2 separate regions of the Pungitius pungitius genome follow, and region 1 is linked to region 2. A link is a contact called in public Hi-C data. All regions are on one chromosome and are shown on one strand. The core of a region is the stretch at or near the end of the contact, and the rest is flanking DNA. Distances in the headings are between cores, read along the strand shown. Region 1 holds the start of lcorl (ligand dependent nuclear receptor corepressor-like). Region 2 holds the start of LOC119217821 (D(1) dopamine receptor-like).

What was found. A called contact is a pair of places that touch in the nucleus more often than the background predicts.
Region 1: a Hi-C map of muscle shows a contact between it and region 2, with 2.9 times the contacts expected there. The contact joins the promoter of lcorl here to the promoter of LOC119217821 in region 2. A contact is called at or near these places in 2 of 2 Hi-C or Micro-C datasets (both in muscle).

Annotation. Positions count from the first base shown.
Region 1 is chr9:5,622,679-5,625,378 of fPunPun2.1, forward strand. lcorl (ligand dependent nuclear receptor corepressor-like) reads left to right here and starts at 1,360. Exons shown (of 8, transcript XM_037471693.2): 1 at 1,360-1,640; 2 at 2,514-2,579. The coding sequence starts at 1,547.
Region 2 is chr9:5,484,450-5,487,149 of fPunPun2.1, forward strand. It overlaps LOC119217821 (D(1) dopamine receptor-like), which reads left to right and starts at 1,388. Exons shown (of 1, transcript XM_037471781.2): 1 at 1,388-2,700. The coding sequence starts at 1,619. It overlaps LOC119217573 (GTPase IMAP family member 4-like), which reads left to right. Exons shown (of 2, transcript XM_037471320.2): 2 at 1-531.

The DNA.
Region 1 (2,700 bases), core at 110-2,609, 140 kb after region 2:
CCACTTTACCTGTAAACAACAATAACCCTAACGATACCAGAGAAATCATGTTTCTATTATACAGGTGAGGGTCTTTTACAATGGCATATGGAGTGCTAGTTCTAATCTTTAAACAAAACATATATATATATATATATGCAGATATACAGTATATAGGTCTACGGAATGCACCTGTAAATTTAATTGGCAGAAAGCATTTTTTTAACGAGGGTCTGCAATAGCGCCCTCTTTAAGGAACCGAGGGGAGGGAATTTAAGAGACAATGGGGTGGATTTGAAAAAAGAAACGGTGAGACGGACAGTTTAGTCCTCGACCCTGCCTCTATTATTCTGAGGGGATGAGTTACTCGAGATGAGCTTACTTCTTCATTTTATAGTCACACCCAATATCTGGTTGATTGTGTGTGAACTCAATGAGGCATTGCAACTGAGGTGGACCATAATGTGTTGCTACTCTTTCCCCCCACCCCCTCCTCAAGCCCCTCTCTTCTGCACTACATAACAAGATCCAGGTGTCATGGGCTCTCTCACAAACACACACACCTTTGAGTGGCCCTGACTTGTATTAAGAACTGCGTGTTGGGTGCAGTAACGAGATATGTCGGAGGCTGAGGTGTTAAATGTTGCTCTGGGCTGCTGCAGGGGAGGCAGCAGGACCCCCACCTCGGTGCTGTGCTGCTGCTCATCAGTAAAAACCATGTTCTGCCAACTCTCTGTACATCAGTGGACACAACAGTGCAGCAGGAAGAAGCATTAAATGTTGATTATATTTCTCAAAGATGCCAACCAGTTCTCCAGAACAGTGGATTACTATGCCCCAGGTTGGCCCACCGTGTGCATGCGTGATCTATACTGTTGCATAGCTTAGGTTAAATTATCTCAGAGGATAATGCTATTTTATGGTAGATAATTCCATTGAATATGCTATTAAATACAATGTTAACATACAAATGGGAAAACAATGAAACTGGGACATGCCACAGTTTCATTGTTTTCCAGGCCCCCTAAAGAGTCTTGGGCTTGGCTGCCGTGTCGGCGGGATGAAGAAACTGTATTTGTGTTATATTGTGGGATAAAATTACGAATTTTTTAACTAATAAAGACCGTATCATTTCACTCAACCCTGTGTTCATGCCTACATCGTGATGCACACTGGACCCACTTACTTGTGGACAGATCTAAAGTTCTCTGCTGCTCTCACGTGGCGGCACTGAGGAGGAGCAGGCGGTCCTTTCAGCCTAGAAGTCACTTAGATTTAGGTAGTCGCAGTGTCAAAGGTCACTCTTGTTTTATTCTGATTTGTCTTACTGGCTTTTATCAGTGCCCCAGAGGCCCCAGGGGAAACCTGATGAATGATACGTAGCCTTATTTCTCCGATATTCTACCATATTCAAATGAAAAAGGAGAGAAAGAAACGCCCCCGTGTTGTCTGAAGCTTCTCTCCCTCTGGCGGCGGGTCGCGAGCCGAGCGCTGCAGCTGGAAGCTGTTCACAGCCGCTTCCTGTCGCTCAGACGGAGGGAGCGAGAGGGGGGAAGGACGCGGCAGAATGGCGACCGTGCAGTGTTGCAAATGCACGGCCGAAAGGAAAGGGTTTCGGCGGGAACTTGATTCTTGGCGTTACAAATTGATACACTGCGTCGGTATGATCAACCTGCAGTTTCGTGTTTTGTGAGAGAAAAAAAATGAATGAGCTTCCAAGAAATTTCGCCCGGCAACTGAAGGCTCGCGAGCCCCCATCTCTGTTTTCATAGCTAGCTGGAGCTAGCTAGCTAGCTAGCTAGTAGCCTGGCTCCATAGGTGGCCAACGTTAGCCGTTCAGTCAGGCTGCCAGGCTAATATTTACCAGTTGGCTAGCCCTTCGAGTTGGCTCCTTTTCTTTGTCCCTCTGAGCTAGCTTCCTGTCCACCGGGGGTAATCCTGTTAGATTATGTGAAATGTCCAATATGATATCTGTCATGTATAATTAAGGTTTATCATATCCTTTGTTCGAAAAATCGATAAATGTGTTTATTGACAAATATGTTGCCTATGCTAAATACCAGCTAGTATGCTATGCTAACATGAATGCTGTTGCTGTTCATTTGGGGGAGGGGGTTGTTGCTATGTCGAGGCTTCTAATGGCAGTGCATTATAACAAAAGCGAACATTTCTGCGATATCAGGTAACGTTTTTTCTCCGTACCCGTTGCTTCTTTTAAAATTTGTTTTTATAAAACATCAGGCGTGCTTAGGCGGAGCTTGCCGGGTTTATTCTGCTTTGTGACGTTGAAGCACAGTGACATTAAACTACCGTAAACACCTGATGGGGAGTCCTAATGGTGGTGCCATCCACGAGACGTTCACCTGTTTGCTTTGTTTAGTAAATTATTATATGGGTCCTTGCGTTAAACGTTGCGTGTGTTGTTGACAGCTTTCAATGGTAGATGTGAGATCTGTTTTTGGTCTAGTTTGGATCCCGTATAAATACGTTCATATCAGCATTCAAGGATGGTATCTCTTTAATTTGTCTTGCAGGGTTTGAAAGCATTCTGGAGGGAATCTATGGGCCACTGCTGCTGAGGGACCTCAATTTATTCGATGGTGGGTTTCCGTGTGTATTCATTACTATGTAATCATAGTTCAGCTTTTATATTTTCTTTCCCGAACATTTTTGCGTAGTGAGTTTTTGTTGCTGTATCACATTGTAGGTGGATATTATTTT
Region 2 (2,700 bases), core at 138-2,637:
ACGATCTAGATGTGTATTCAAACAAAACCCTGCAGCCATTAAAGATCAAATATGGCGTGCAGTGCTATTTTAAGTGCTCCTCACCGGTGCTTCAACTTCAGCTGTGCCATCTGGTCCTGCCCCCGGGCCAAAAAGATCTGCTTTTATCCACGTGTGTGTGTGTGTGTGTGTGAGAGAGAGAGGGAGCTGTCCATGGTAAATGATTCTACTACAAACAGCTGGTTAGCTTATATTAGCATAAAGTCTGGAAAGGGGGGTAAGTCAAGAGGTAAATCACCACTAGCAAAATGATGTGATCATAAAGTTTGAGCTATTTGGCTGCATTTACATCATAGAACAAAGAAGGTAAAGTTCCCTCAGCGCCTAAAGCAGGGTTTTACTTTTCCAATGTCAGTGCAGTATTTAACGTTTAAACGCAAATCAGTAGGACGTCCTGGTACTTTTGTCATTCTGCATTTGACCTACTACGCAATGGGACATGCTCAATCTTTTTCCGGCTTAATTGTTTGAGTTTTAGTGGTTGTTGTAACACATAGAACCTTTATTCCCAAAGACCAGGTCGTGACCCACCATTTGGAATATTTCCTATTAGTTCACATCCTCCTCAGTGCAGCTGTTCTTAATCACCTCAAGTTAGTAATAAAGGACATACAAAATAAACCATAAACCAATACACTGATTCCAATACACTGTGGCCTTTCCTTCTTGAGAAGATATTTCCAGCCCATTGCTCATGTCTCTCCTATTCTTTGAATATTGTGCCTGATATTTCTGTCTTGAGTGACGTCAGATGTCCCAGAATGCCTTGTCGAAGTTTGAGATCACAGGTACATAAGTGTCCACTAAATGTCCAGTTTGGTGTGCTGCTCGTGCTGTTTTTGAATGTTCTGTTTACTTTTTATTCGAGTTGTTCATCAATAAAAGCATCCAAAACAAGTTGATGTGTCAATGTCTCCAAGCAGAAAGCATGGAGGACGTGGAAAGGAAGTGAGATCATCTTAAAAGACTTGAATCCTGAATCATTTCAGTTCTCTTTTCTCAACCACGTGGTGTGACACAACTGAAATGATTCAGTCCTTTTTAAATGTATGAACTGATTTGATTTGTTCATAACAGTTACCAGTTGTCTCTCTGTATCTCTCAATGTTTAACTTTCTACTGTCCAGCATTACCTTGATTTGGATCATTCATGTTTGTATGCAATTATGTTGCATTTTGCCAGAGTGCTGAATTATAACACACTCTTGTTGAAAAGAGCTGAATAATAAAACCGAAGTGATTACTGCAGCCTAACGTCGCCCTTTAGCCCCGTCCTCTGTCACAACAGAACTAATGGCGCGCCGGGACTTAAATAAACACAAGGGCTCCTATTTAAAAGGTCTTGGTCTTCTCTGTCAAACTTCTGTGCGCTGCGCGCGTTGTCGCGGCACCAGCTGGCGGTGCGCGTGTTCACGCTGTAAATCTGCGCTGCGCTCGGAGCGGCAGCAAAGATCCGTCCGCGTGGAGCGGGACGCGCGCTCAACACTCTAAAGGGACTCTATTTTCTGTTAATGGAACGAACGGATGGATTTATTCTCTTCATTCTAGAGTGTCAAATGGCCGAGTGCGGGACCAGGCGATGACAAACACGACTGCCTTGGCTCTGGTAGGAGCCAGCAGCCCGGAGGAGTCACCAAAGCACCGAGCGCTCACCGGCTGCGTCCTGGCGGTCCTTATCGTCTGGACGCTTTTCGGCAACTTCACGGTGTGCGTCGCCGTCTGTCGCTTCCGGCACCTGCGCGCCAAAGTCACTAACATCTTCATCGTATCCCTGGCCCTGTCGGACCTTCTGGTTGCCGTGCTGGTTATGCCGTGGAAAGCCGCGGCCGAAGTCGCCGGCTTCTGGCCGTTCGGTGAGTTCTGCAAGACCTGGCTGGCCTGCGACATTATGTGTTCCACTGCCTCCATCCTCAACCTGTGCGTCATCAGCGTGGATCGATACTGGGCCATCTCCAGCCCGTTCCTCTACGAGAGGAGTATGAACAAGAAGGTGGCGTCCGTGATGATTGGCGTGACGTGGACGGTCTCCGTGGTCATCTCCTTCGTGCCCGTGCAGCTGAACTGGCACCGCGCGGATGCAGCTGACCCGTCCGCGGAGGATCCGGCGCCTCGCGGGCAGAGCGGCGTCGGCGGGAGCTGTGACTCCAGCTTGAGCCGCACGTACGCCATCTCCTCCTCCCTCATCAGCTTCTACATCCCCGTGGCTGTCATGATCGTCACGTACACCCGCATCTACCAGATAGCCCAGATGCAGATCCGGATGATATCCTCCCTGGAGCGGGCGGCGGAGCACGCGCAGAATTGCCGCTCGAGCGTACCTGAGCTGTGCCCTCACCTGTGCACGGAATTGGGCGCGAACTCATATCAGTCCCACATCGGTGTTCATCCCGAGTCTCAGCGCCCCATGGAGTCGCACCGGGAGCTCAAAGTCTCCATCCGAAGCGAGACTAAGGTCCTCAAAACTCTGGGCATCATCATGGGGGTTTTTGTGTGCTGCTGGTTGCCATTCTTTGTCCTGAATTGCGCACTGCCCTTCTGTCCCGGGCCCAAGGCCCCGGGGTCCCGGCGCGGCCCCCATTGCGTCGACGAGAAAACCTTCGACGTCTTCGTGTGGATCGGCTGGAGCAACTCATCCCTCAACCCGGTCATCTACGCGTTCAA